Regions from separate parts of the Sus scrofa genome. Here region 2 is linked to region 1. Evidence: chromatin contacts called from public Hi-C data. All regions are on one chromosome and are shown on one strand. Each heading gives the region's core, a stretch centred on a gene start, on an enhancer-like site or on the middle of the called end of the contact. The rest is flanking DNA. Distances are from core to core; before and after follow the strand shown.

What was found. Hi-C and Micro-C count contacts between places; a contact is called where the count stands out from the background.
Region 2: a Hi-C map of liver shows a contact between it and region 1, with 17 times the contacts expected there. The contact joins the promoter of LOC100523736 here to the enhancer-like site in region 1. A contact is called at or near these places in 9 of 47 Hi-C or Micro-C datasets (alveolar macrophages, embryonic fibroblasts, epiblast stem cells and 4 more) and 1 of 2 datasets of contacts at active chromatin or transcription factors (alveolar macrophages).

Annotation. Positions count from the first base shown.
Region 1 is chr4:108,913,976-108,920,787 of Sscrofa11.1, forward strand. WDR77 (methylosome protein 50) reads left to right here. Exons shown (of 10, transcript XM_003355245.4): 10 at 520-1,619. The coding sequence ends at 679. Among named protein-coding and RNA genes, the nearest start is that of ATP5F1, 9.8 kb to the left of the region's middle. Within about 2 kb of position 3,351, at least 7 of the 83 cell types and tissues checked have an H3K27ac peak or open chromatin away from gene starts, as enhancers often do. A contact at or near this core is called in liver, where this site is marked.
Region 2 is chr4:108,977,454-108,984,265 of Sscrofa11.1, forward strand. LOC100523736 (protein pitchfork-like) reads right to left here and starts at 4,388. Exons shown (of 6, transcript XM_003125853.6): 1 at 4,253-4,388; 2 at 3,883-4,025; 3 at 3,166-3,264; 4 at 2,187-2,314; 5 at 434-551. The coding sequence starts at 4,310. It also overlaps a transcript of LOC100621421 not described here.

The DNA.
Region 1 (6,812 bases), core at 2,101-4,600:
AGTGTGACGTGGAATCCTGTGATCGGGAAGCAGGGCGGGGAGCAGCCGCTGGCTGGGTCCTTTTTCTCTTTGGAAAAGTGTATTGTCTCTTTCCACGGGACCGGGTGATGGAAGCAGGCTTGACTGTCTCCCTTGTTCGGGGCTGACTCACAACCAGCTCTGTCCCTGGCAGTGGGGGAAGGTGGTGGGGTTGGGATTTCCGAGTCTGGCCTTCCAGCTGTCTCCCAGAAAGGGGCAGTCTACCCTCCTCATGTGAAGAGCTACACGCAGGCAGTGCAGCGTGCTGTAGGGCGAAAGGCACCAGGCAGAGATTGGAATTGCACTTCCTTCTTTGCTGTGGTCCGCTGTCTGATGCTGACTTGTGTCATTACCTTTACTCTGGCTCTCATTTCTTCTATGAAAATCGGGCCCTGGATTGGACTGTAACACATCCACAGGACGTGCCCTGGGGTGTCGGGTCCGTTTCTTGGTCCCTCCTGTCTCTCTTACGTGCCCACACTTTTCTTTTTTCTCTTGTAGGTTTAGAAGCCGAGCCCACAGAGACTTTGTGAGAGATGCTACCTGGTCACCGCTCAATCACTCCCTTCTTACGACAGTGGGCTGGGACCATCAGGTCGTCCACCACATCTTGCCCACAGAACCTTTCCCAGAGCCTGGACTTAAGAGTGCTGCCGAGTAGACTGGATTTAAGACAAGCAAATCCCCCATGAGTATCTGCTCCCTCTGCCCCTGCCCACTCAGTTTGTGAGACAACACAGGAGCCTTATATAGTGTGTTGACACACCAGATCTGTTAATAGGCATTGTCTCTCAGCCTGGGGGAGGCTGGATCTGGGGTCCTGTAGTCACAGAGAAGAAAAACTTCCTTGAAGATGGACGTGTGTGTATGTGTCTGAGTGTATGTGTAGATAACATAATTTTTTTAGCAGAGATGAATAAAAAAAAATGCATCCCGCATCTTCCCCAAGATCTAACCCCCCTCCCCCCACAAGAAGTTGGCAGAAGGTTTTTATGCCTCCCATGTAGCTATGCTTGAGGAATTGACTGTGTCTTGGTAAGGTCTGGGCTGTGGGCATTGCTGGATTCTTGGAAGCAGCTCGTGACTCGTCATAGAGATAGGAGCACCTTTATTTTTTTAATAGAGCTTGATTCGCCTTTGTCATGGGCAGTGCTTCCATTCACAGAAGTCCGGCCCAGCTCACCTTGAGGAAGAGCCAGGACACTTAACATGGTTTTGCACATCTCTTTGCCATTAGACTGAGCCGAAGTCCAGTTGCTGGCTGAGTAAGAAGTGTGTGATGCCCACCCCCCGTGAAGTTGTGTATATGAGAGATGAGTGTATTTCTGTCATAGATGCCATGGGAAAAAGTTTCAGGAAGGTGGAGAGCTTAAAGGCACTTCAGTTAAAAACTGACACAGACTTTCATAGGAATGTCTGCCACTTTCCCACCTGAAAACAGCCTGGGGCCTGACCTTTTTTGCCTCTGGGTCCCTGCCTCTGGATCTAGGAAGCCTGAATGTTATTTTGGGGAACTCTGAAGATTTTAAATGCAGCAAGAGAGAGAGAGAATCGGAAATACTGGTCAGTGAAATAAAAAGTTGATTCATTGTTGGCCTGTCTTTTGAGGTGTGTGTCTCATGTGCAGTTAGACCTGTGTCACTTATGTGTCATCTGGGTACCAGTCCTATAGCCCGTTATTTTTTGTGTGTGCTTCCCCAGCCCCACGGAGTAGTTGGAACTTAAGGCAAACGTTTGGTTATTTGGTTGGTGGCTACTGCCGCTTAGAAGTTATGGGTCAATTACTGATTGCATTGAAACTAAATGCAATCAGCTATGTACTTTTGTGCTTTCCAAGTTTCATTTAGTGAAAATCCCATGAAACCGCCCCAGTTTCATGGGCAAAGTATTGGTAAGTAAAGCTTCTGTGTTCCACCCTTGCTGAGCACGAGCTCTATTCTCACAGTTACCCTCTAGTAAAAACAGGGCAATTTGTAGTCAGTGGATCTGTCTACTGGGTTTGCGGGGAGGTAGGAAGGAAGCTTCACTGTTCTTAACTCTAACTCCCTGGGAAGAATTGGTGCTTTGGTAGAAACACTTCCCAGAGGCAAAAGCTTAAAATTTGTGGTCATTTACAGAAAGGAGGTAGGGGGTGAGGTGAGTAGGAATTAAACCTGCATTGGCCTGTTGTTCATGGACTTCAGAATGGTGGAGAGAAACTCAGAAGAGACGAATTCAAGGAAACCAGTGCTAGTCTGTCAAGGTGCTTAGAGTGACATCGAAGGAGGAAAACCTAAGTTTTTGAAGAACCACGTTACTTAATTTAAAAAATGTTAGTTTGGATTCAGATCTGGGCTGATGAAGGCAATTCACATCGATTAGTGATGGCCACCAAGACATTTGTAAAACTAATTGAAGTCACAGTAGGAATGACCATCACAATTTTGGTTAAATATCTCTCTTGTGAGAAAAAAGCTGGTTCAAGATAAAAGACGACCTCCAAATAATCAGAAATGTAGCATCACATGTAGGATTATTCACAGACCCTTGATTTGAGAGTAGTTTCAGTAGAGTGAGCAGACTTCCCCTGTGACGGGTGGAAATGGGCTCCTTTTTTTTTTTTTTTTTTTTTTTTTTGGTTTGTTTGAAGTCATACAAGCGTGTATTCTCCATTTAGTTTCACTCGTTCCAATGTCTGAGCACCAGGGAGTAGACCCATTTCCCTATCTTCATTGTTCTTACTCTAAAATCCATTAACCAGACCCATGATGTTCCCCTGCTGATTTCAGGTGCTCAGAACACCAAAGGCTGAGGTTGGCTCAAGTGCAGTTGCAGGTGGCTCCAGACATCAGGCTGCTTCTCCAGGGTCTCTCCTGCCCCGCAGAACAGTAGGAGGCTGGTCATTAATTACCAGCTACGTGAGCATTTCCTGCTGATTTACAATCGCACTATTGGCAGCAAAATCACCCAAGCTCTGAGTGCTCTGGGCTTCTAGCCATGTTTGTTCTAGGCTGCATGATAGAAAGGGCTGGAACTTGGGAAGATTTAGGTGGGAGGGTCCCTGCAGTTTATTTTTCAATCACGCAGCTACAGAGTGATTACCTCATCCAGACCTAAAAGAAAAGGGCTCTGACTTTTAAAAGGCAGATTCTTGTTGCATTTGGACAGCACAAATGATGTGCTTTCATATTTTTTTTTGTGTTTCAGTGGTCACTTGACTCAACTCTAGCTACAAACTAGAAGAATGGGAAAAAAAGATTTGTTCCAGAATATATGAGCATTTCTTTCACTAAGGCATATACCAAGTGTTTCTATGTATTCCGGGGCAGTTTTAGGACATCAAAGAAAAGCCAGCATACATGAAAGAAGCTGAGCGAATTCTTATTGGATCTCCGTTCATAGCAAGTTTCTTAGCTGCATATCTCTGGGTCACACTGAACTTAAGAATCACTCGTGCAGGAAACAGATTTTTTTTGGAAAAAAGATAAGCAAGCTCTAGTCTAGTTTCACAATTTGCGTTGTGAGGGAATTCAAATTTTCGAGAACATCAGCTTTCTATATAGCTTGATTTTGGGAAAGTAAGCAGACCAATCTTAAACCCAAAACAGTCTCTTATTGAGTTCTCTATCAAAAAATGGGCAGTTGTGGAGTTTTTCTTCCTCATCACGGGGTCACAGGATTAGTACAATCCAGAGAGTGACGGAGATGTAAAGATCAAGAGAGGAAGCAATAACTCATTGTAAGTAATAGAGGCACGTAAGATATAATCATTGATCCTAAAATCTTTCATCATCTGGGTAAGTTTTAATGCAGTTCTACTTATTCTGGAAACCCTCCTTGTCTTGTAAATGTTCTGCTGCCTCAGTGTATAGTATAATAAATCATCAAAATTCAAAAGATCAGTAAATAAAGAGTTTAACCCCTAAACACCATCCTTTTAACTTTATAGTGGCAGCCTAGCCAGTGCTACTTGTTGAAAGTTCCCTCAGTGAATAAAGACATTTCATTATCACTGTGGTGCTGGGTGTCAGATTCTGGAATATTTCACTTTGGGAGGCACCATGTTATAAGCAATAGGAACTTCAGTTTCAAATTAAAAGTTTTTACTCCAATAATAAATCTCATCTGGGATCACAGTGGAAAGGAATGAAGCTTATTTGGATTAGAAAGTGTTTTTTACATGTACAAGCTAAATCAGCTTCAAGTTCTGCCAGATCTTTTAACAAGCAACTTGTCTTTTATAGAAACCCTCTGAGTAGGTTAGAAACTGGCTGATCAGTACAGGCCCCTGATCATTATCCAAAATCAACTTGCCTGGAAGTTAATATTAACACTACCTGACCTTGGCACCTGCCATCCCTGGGCTCCTATTGGCAGATTCCTCATGGCAGGATCAACTTGAGCCTTAGTTATCTCTTTCTGTTTTTTTTTTTTTTTTTTAGGCATGACAAAATATTTAAACTTACCATTTTAACTATTTTAAGTGTACGATTCAGTGGCATTAAGTATACTCACATTGTAATGTAATCATTTCCACACTCCATTATCCCAAATTGAAACTTCATGCCGGTTAAGCAATAACTCCCTCCTCCCAGGCTCTGACAACCTCCATTCTACTTTCAGCTCTATGAATGTGACGAGTCTAGGTGCCTCTTATGAGTGGAAGTGTTTGTCCTCTGTGTCTAGTTTATCAGTTGATTTTATAAGGTGTTGACTTGCTCCTCAAAGCGTGGTCCATGGACCAGCAGCATTGACATCATCTGGAACTTGTTAGAAGGGCAGAATTTATATTTTCACAACTTCCCTAGTCACTCCTGCATGTTAAATTTTGTGAAGCACTGGCTCCGATTAGCTTTTGAGAATTCTAGGTGGTTCAGGAACCAGGCAGGGAAGTCACCAGTCATTGAAGAGTGAGTAGCTGTGGTGTATCAGAAGCTTTCAGGCAGTGTGGTTTGTGGTAGTGAGCAAGATGGCAGCCCAGGCTTCAGCAGCCTAGTCAAGAGAGAGAGAGAGGATGAAATTAGTGTTTCAGTGCTAGCCAAAAGAAATAGATTGGTAGAAAACAGAGGGATCATAACCAGTCATGAAGCAGTGGCGAAGTGACATTTGAATGGAGCTCTCAGGGTTGAATGTGGGTTGGCTGATGTTTGGGGCTAGGGAGGCATTCCAGATGGAAGTTGCTGTGTGGAAGGAGCTTTGAGCTTCCTGGACAAGGAGGACACTGCAGCTACTATTAAAAGGAGATGAGACTAGTGACAGCTGCATGGTGGATGCTGTGAGCCTCAGTAAGGATCTCAAAAGTAACACGTACCTCAGAAGTAACATGTTCCATGTGCTTTTTGGAATGGATTCCATTGCTGTGCTTTGGAGGGAAGACTATGGATGCTTAAAGGGGACTGGTTTTTTGTTTTGTTTTGTTTTTTTCTTTTTTTTTAATTTGATCTGAGCCACTAGATTAGCCTTGGCCATTTGGCTACTCCCACCCAGGAGTTAAATCTGGAGGGAATGCTGCAAAGATTCAAAGAATGGGTATCTGGCAATGACAACTAACAGCCCAGTGGCAGCAGCACCATTACCAGTCCCAACAGGGAACTTCCTAATCAGGCTTCCAGTGACAGGACCCAGGCACTGTCCTTTATAGTCTTTCTTGGATCCTGCCTGTGTTTTAAGACTGATTCTTGAAACTGAGTTGTATGAGCTGTTTATAAATTTTGGAAATTAACCCCTTATTGGTCACATCATTTGCAAATATTTTCTCCCATTCAGTAGGTTGTCTTTTCATTTTGCTGCTGGTTTCCTTTGCAGTGCAAAAGCTTTTATTTTATTTTATTTATTATTATTTTTTGTCTTCTGTCTTTTTGAGGGTCACACCCACAGCCTACGGAGGTTCCCAGGCTAGGGGTCTAATCGGAGCTGTAGCTGCCGGCCTTCGCCAGAGCCACAGCAACACCAGATCCAAGCTGCGTCTGCAACCTACACCACCGCTCATGGCAACGCCGGATCCTTAACCCACTGAGCGAGGCCAGGGATGGAACTTGCAGCCTCATGGTTCCTGGTTGGATTCGTTAACCACTGAGCCATGATGGGAACTCCCGGGTCTCATTCTTTTACATGTAGCTGTCCAGTTTTCCCAGCACCAGTTGTTGAGGAGACTGTTCTCCACTGTATATTCTTGCCTCCTTTGTTGGAGGTTAATTGACCATAAGTGCATGGGTTTATTTATGGGCTCTCTATCCTGTTTCATTGGTCGGTGTGTCTGTTTTTGTGCCAATACCATACTGTTTTCATTACTCTAAAAAGCTTTGTAGTACAGTCTGAAGTCTGGTAGCATGATTCCTCCAGCCTAGTTCTCTTTTCTTGATTGCTTTGGCAATTTAGAGTCATTTGTGGTTCCATGTAAATTTTAGGTTTTTTCTAGTCCTGTAAAAAATGTCATGGGTATTTTGATAGGTATTACATTAAATTTGCTTTGGGTAGCATAGACAATTTAACAATATTAATTCTTCTAATCCAAAAACATGGGATATCTTTCCATTTCTTTGTATCATTACCAAATTCCTTCATCAATATTTTGTAGTTTTCAGAATATATGTCTTTCACTTCCTTAGTTAATTTTATTCCTAGGTATTTTATTCTTCTTGATGTGATTGTAAATGGGATTATTTCCTTAATTTCTCTTTCTCATAGTTCACTATTACAAAGGACCCAATAAAAGAGTGAGCAGAAGACTTGAATAGACATTTTTCCGAAGAAGATATACAGATAGCCAAGGGGCACATGAAAAATTGCTCAGCACCACTAGTCATCAGAGAAAT
Region 2 (6,812 bases), core at 3,138-5,637, 65 kb after region 1:
GAGTTTTATCTGGGTATATGCCTAGGACTGAGGTTACAGGAGCATATGGTAGTTCTATTTTTAGTTTTTTGAGGAACTTCCATACTGTTTTCCATACTGGCTGTACCGACATTTCCACCAACAGTTTAAGAGGGGAACAAGGAATTTTTGAAGCTTATTCATAGAATTCTGGTAAAGAATCACTGAATTTGGAGTGGATAAGCAATGAGATCCTGCTGTACAACACACAGAACTATATCTAGTCACTTGTGATAGAACATGATGGAGAACAATGGGAGAAAAAGAATATTTATATATGGCTGGGTCACTTTGACGTAGAGCAGAAATTGACAGAACACTGTAAATCAACTATAACAAAAAATCTTAAAAAAAGAATCGTTGATACATGGGTAAGTATTATGTAAAGGGCTCCACGGAAGTCCAATCTTATCACCTCAGCTTTCAGGGTTCTTTTCTGTAGACATGGAATTTGAGCCCAGTCTGGAGGTCCAAATTTCATTGGCCAGATGATTTTCTGGGATGTCTTTACGTCTGGGTTGTAAGTGCCAGGGCTAGAAATAAAAAGATAAAATATTGAACGAGTTAGTGACCATATACAAACTTCATCAGCACCACATGGACACACACTTTAAACTAGTCCCAACTCTTTTGGAAAAGCCACAGACTGATTAAATTTTAATGTCAAGCAAGCATAGGGCTCCTCTGCCTGCTAATGTCTTTCTAAGCAGGTGTTAAGTGTTCAAGATATCTAGTCTTGACATGCAGTGAGGGTAAAAATCGAATCTAGTTTAAAATATTTCTGCAACCTTAGTATTCTTTGCTGAGAGACCAAAGGATTCTGGAAATGGTGGTTGGTAAAGAGAGCTGCCACAGTGATGCATCAGTACTGCCCATGATGTGGAATTTCTTGACAATGGGATTATTTTATAATTGCTTTGTCTTTTGGTGCAGGCTCTTTGCTGTGGAAATAACACGTGGAGTAGACATGGCAATCAAGATTTAACACACCGACTTCCTTACTGCAGCCTTGAGAAAGTTATACTTCTTCTCTGATGCATGGCTTTCTCACCTGTACAAGGACGACCTTGCCCCTGCGCCCTACATTTCCATGCATTCTGAGCGGCTTCCTAGGAGCTCAGAATGCCTCCCTTGGTCTGCAAAACCTGTGTCCTCCAGCTCCTCCTCCTCCTGTTCTCATTTCCTCCTTGCCCACTCTACCCTAGCCATACTAGCCCTCTTTCTTTTTCCCTCACACCAAATTCCTTCCCACGTACAGCCTTTGCACTTGCTATTCCTCCTGGGACACTTGGGGACCAGATCTTCACAGAGCCAGCTCAGTCTTGTCATGGTGATTTCAGAATAGGTGTCATTTCCCTAGAAAGACCTGTCTTGACAATCCATGATAAAGTAGGTCCCTGACATAGAGTATCATCGTCCTGTTTGGTTTTCTTAGCACATCACCAGGTCACCCTACTTCCTAGTGTGCCCACGACAGTCCCAGCGTGTGGTTACTGTCTTGGTATAATTATTAGTAAGACCCGCTTTCACTCTTAGAAATGTCAGAGTCTTACCAGTAAATTACATGGCCACTCTCCTTATTGCCATTGATATTTTCTTGTTTATGTGCTTCCCATCTATCCAGACTCTAGCATGTAAACTCCAAGAAAGAGGAGGCTTGGCGGATGGGTTTAATGCAAAATCTGGAACCCGTAAAACTGCCTGGCGATTTATAAATATTTATTGAATGAATCACTAGACTTTATAATTTTATAAAGAGATCTGGAAGGCAAGAAGTTGACTCTTTAAAGACAGGTGGTTTCCTATTTAGTAGGCACGGTTGGGATATAATTCCTTCCTTTTTTTTTTTGTCTTTTTGCCTTTTCTAGGGCCACTCCTGTGGCACATGGAGATTCCCATGCTAGGGTCCAATCGGAGCTGTAGCTGCTGGCCTATGCCAGGGTCACAGCAATGAGGGATCCGAGCTGTGTCTGCGACCTACACCACAACTCACGGCAACGCTGGATCCTTAACCCACTGAGCAAGGCCAGGGATCGAACCTGCAACCTCATGGTTCCTAGTCGGATTCGTTAACCACTGAGCCATAACGGGAACTCCTGTAATTTCTTCTTTATATTTCCTGTCCCTATTGCTCTTTACCAAAGTGCACCAGAAAATGGGAGCCATACCCAGGATAAGTGTCCTTCGAGCCTGTCTTAAATCGAGGCAACAAAGAATTAAAGGGAGCAAAATTTCGTTTGTGTGTTTGCTCTTGAGGACTGACTGTCTGGTACATGCCTGGGTAAGGTGTTGTATCCTGTTTCCAAGAAAAAGATCAATATGTTAGAGGGTGAGATACACACACACACACACACACACACACACACACACACACACACAAGGCTCTCTAAGTAGAAAAAACAGAATCATCCTTTTCCTATTTACATGTATCAGCTACAATTTAACCACCTCATGTAATAGAAATAGAGCTGTAATAGGTACCTAATGCTAAGATTATAGAAAAAAACCTATGGTGGGCAGAGATCCAAGGTAACTTGTTGCAGCTGCTACCCCCACCATCCCTCCATCCCACTCAGCGATTCTTTTAAAGCCAGTATCCCTCTCTCTGAGTTTCAGTGTCAGGAAAATGTCCAACAAGAGATTAGTATCCTATTGAGGACTTTAGACTTGAAACCCAATCTCACAAAAGGGTGAAGGAGTTGGAGTTTGTTTTTTAACTGACAAGGTGTGAGGCATATAAACAACACTTCCAATATTTTAATGCCCTGATTGATACTGTTTCTTCAGAGAATTGGTTTACATTCACTCACACACACACAATTGCAATGCTAATACCCAGATTTTCAGATAAGCTTCTTAAAAGAGTTTGCCCAAATGACTTTTTGTCTGAATTTCAGGCAATATCCTTTTTTTTTTCTTTTTTGGCTATGCCCACAGCATGTCAAAATTCCTGGGCCAGGGATGGAACCTGCACCATAGCAGCGACCAGAGCCACAGCAGTGAAAATGCGGGGTCCTTAACCTGCTGAGATATAAGGGAACTCCATCGGGCAATATTTTTTATATAACCCCAGCTTTACTTCCCAGTGGAAATACATGCAGCCACATAGATCACCCTAAAATCTAAGCACATTCAGGCATTTCTAACCTTGCTGATTGGCTCAAACCTCACGGCTGTTCTGGCTCCAAAAGTATATCCTTTTTTACTGGTCGGGATCTTAGAGAGGTTGTATGCCAAGCCATAGCTCTTCAGGCAATATGCAGAAATTAGAGAAAGAAAGAAAACACACACACAGAGAACAGTATATTATTAAAACAGAGTGAACCTAAGAGTATTACTAAATCTCTGCAAAAGCTGCTCTTCCTTTCCGGACTCCTCTGAATCAAGACCATACAACCAATTACATAAGTACCACAGGTAACTCTGCAAAGGAATGTGGCTGGATTGGCAGAGGAAATGACCTCTGTACACATTCCAGTGAATCCAGTCCTCTGAGCCCCACAGAGCTCAGTCTGCTCCCACGCAGCTGTCAGTCTGATTATCCAATTTCATAACCCGACCAACCAGCTCATCCACCATCTAGGTGTGGCCTAAGGGGAGACATTGATTGATGGGCCTTTGGAGGAGGAATGGAGTGGGGGCTCTACTGGGGACCATGAGGCCAAGGCTTGCACTTGATGGGGACTCAGAGGGGAGCAACGATCCTTTAATTGCTGCCATTGGCCCTGACAGTGGTTGCAGAGGACCGGGGCCCTTTCTCATGTTGGGACCCTGAAGGTCACAAATCCCATAGGGTTTTCCTTCTAGGACACTTGGGTATCTTTAGTCTGGGAACTGAGACCTTAAGGGAACGTGAATACTCACATCTTCTGTTAGGTAACATCCAGGCCCTAGGTGGGGTGCTCCCCTGAGAGGGAGAAACTTGTTTCCCAACAAGCTGGGGGGAGAGAAGTGAGGAAAGAGCTTCCTCTGTTGACATGTTCCAAAGGAGTAGTCAACCAGTGTCTCTGGAGAGCAAGAACGAGGAGAAACGCCGCATGAGGGAAGGCCCCTTTGACCAAGTGAGCGCTTGGGGGTCAGGCGGGGTTGGGGAGGGGGGGCCGAGACCCGGGTAGACAAATGATCTTAAAGTAACCCTGACCCACTCCAAGGCGCGGGGTTAATTACATTTCCCTCCTTTGGCCCTCATTCTTTCTCCGCCTCCTCCTTCTACTCTTGACCCAGCCCTCCTCACCTGTTTTGCCGAAGCACATCATGCGAGTGCCACGAGGGCCAGCCTTTGTGTACTGCATTGCCTAGGAAACAAAGGCTGTCGGGCAAGCCCGCTCCGGAGTTCCGTTCGTGGATGGGAGTGGCTCCTAGAGCGCCTGCGCAGCCGGTGGGGCTGCCAGGAAGAACCGCAGGGCGGAAGCCTGCACCCCCGGAGCCCAGGAGCCCAGGAGAGCGCGTGCAAGGCGAAAAGAAAGTGAATGTATGTGTACCAAGGATATGAACGACACTTTCTAAAGAGTGAGAAATTACTTCAGCTTGAGGGATATTGATGAAACACGACACTCAGGCGAACCGTGTTTCTGCATAGAATCCTGAATTAGATAAGAAAGATACGTTGTTGGCACTGTTGCCAAATTTGAATAGGGTCTGTGGATTTAATGGTCGTGTTTATCAGTGTTGGTTTGCAGACTGGTGGGTCGTATGGGCATAATCTATGAGAGAATCCCCTGGAAAGTAACAGTAATATTTTGAGGGTGGTTGGGGAATCATATCAGAAATAGTACATAAATAGGAGAGGTGGAGAGAGAGGGAGGGAGGTAATATTTAACAATTGAGGAATTTGGGTGAAGGGGTAGGGGAATCTTTGTATTGTTTTTGCAGCTTTTCCTTAGGTTTGAAACTGTTTCAAAACAGAAATTAAAAAAGATATCATTACCAGAATGAGAGTGTAAGCCAAGAAGGATCGTAGTAAAAAAAAATCTAGACCTGCAGTATCCAATACTGTAGCCATTACCCATATGTAACTCTTGAGCACTTGAAATGTGGTTAGTCCAATTGTGATGTATAAAATACACACCAGATTTTAAAAACTTTGAAAACAATAGTGCAAAATATCTCAATATAAACCTTATATTGGTTGTATATTTAAATAATATTTTGATATATTTTATATACAGTATTAATATTAAATTTAATTTTTTTACTCTTTTTAAATTTGGCATAGGACATTTAAAATTAAACACACTGTTCACATGATAGTGCCATTGGACGCTGCTGATCTAGAACATATAAAGCACTATTACAGCTCAATAAGGAATAGAACCTAATTATAAAATAGGGAAGGAGTTGAATGTGCACCTCAGAAAAGAATGTCCAGTCTAGGTTACTGTATCTTTCTCTTTCGTCCCATTTTCTTCTTCTTATGTGAATTCATTCTCTCTCTCTCTCTTTTTTTTTTTTTTTTTTTTTTTTTTGGAATGCCAGGCTTAGCAATGGAGACTCTGGCATTAAAAATCACCCTTTGGGTGTTGGCAGGTGTTGCATGAAAGGATAAAAGTGGGACGTTAAAGATCGAGCCTCTCTGGCAGTTGAGCTTCAACACTGCATATTCAGGACAGCTGTTTGGAGCATTTATGTACTTAGCCAGTCACTGTGCAAGACATCACACATATTTTTTATGACTGTGTAAGACATGTATTCAAATCATTCAACAAATTCGTGTCCATATAACTGGGAAGATGTAACTATGTCGGACTGTGTGCTATCGAGAGCATTGTGGAGATTCATCCTTGTCTCCCCAGAACTTATTTTCCCATCTTTTCTCATTGGAAGCAAGGCAATGGATTTTTGCCAGCCATTCCATCTTTCTCTATCTCTTTCTAAAAGCTTTCCTATCTAATTTTCCAGTCTGTGACTAGGAAAACAGCAATACAAGCATAAAGCCAAATGGCTTGAGAGTTAGCGAAATCTTTTAATGATATGGGCTTTGCGTCTATAGGAATAACTTAGTTTGTTAATTTGGTGGCAATGGACTATGTAATCCTAGAAGCGAATTGCTGTCTTGGTGTAATCCAAGTTTGCTTCCCTCCCGCTCCTCCCCATCTCCAACAGGCGCTGTTGAATTGTGGGAGCTGGATGAGAATGGAACACTCATTGTCAGCACGTTCTGCAAGTATGAGCACATGGCTGTTGTGTCCACAGTAAGTGTCCTGAAGTCTGGCACATTAACTGTCAGTGGTGGCAAAGGCTTCTGCTGCATCCCTGCTCTCATCACTCATGTATGTCTTTAGAGTCATAGTAGCCTCACTAAGTAACATTTGGGGCTCATTGTAAGAACCCACTGACAAATTAAGATATGTCCCTAAGCTTTCCTTAGAGATTCTGCAATCCACTGTAAAAGCAGACCATAGCAGAAGTCCCATAGGCAGAGACATAGAACTTAGCAGTTAAGGGAAGTTCTCATTCAAACACACGTGTTTATTTAGATAAAATTAAGTGTAGGTCAAAATTAAGTCTCTGTTTCCTTTTGTTTCTTAGCGTCAAAGTTTGGAACCTCGTTTAACAGATGGTTTTGCATTCATATGAAGGTAGGTGAATGGTCTTTTCTTTTCAGTCCTGACCTTGGCTATTTTGTTTTTAGGTGGTATTAGGAGCCCACCTGGAAGAGGCTTTCCTTGGCTAGAGTCAAGGGCAAAGTGACCAGATGCCCAGTCACTGACACAAATGATGCAGTTGCTTTCTTTCCCACTGGAGCTCTGTTGAGCCAATTGGCACAGCGGATCCTAAGAGGAAGGGATGGTTCC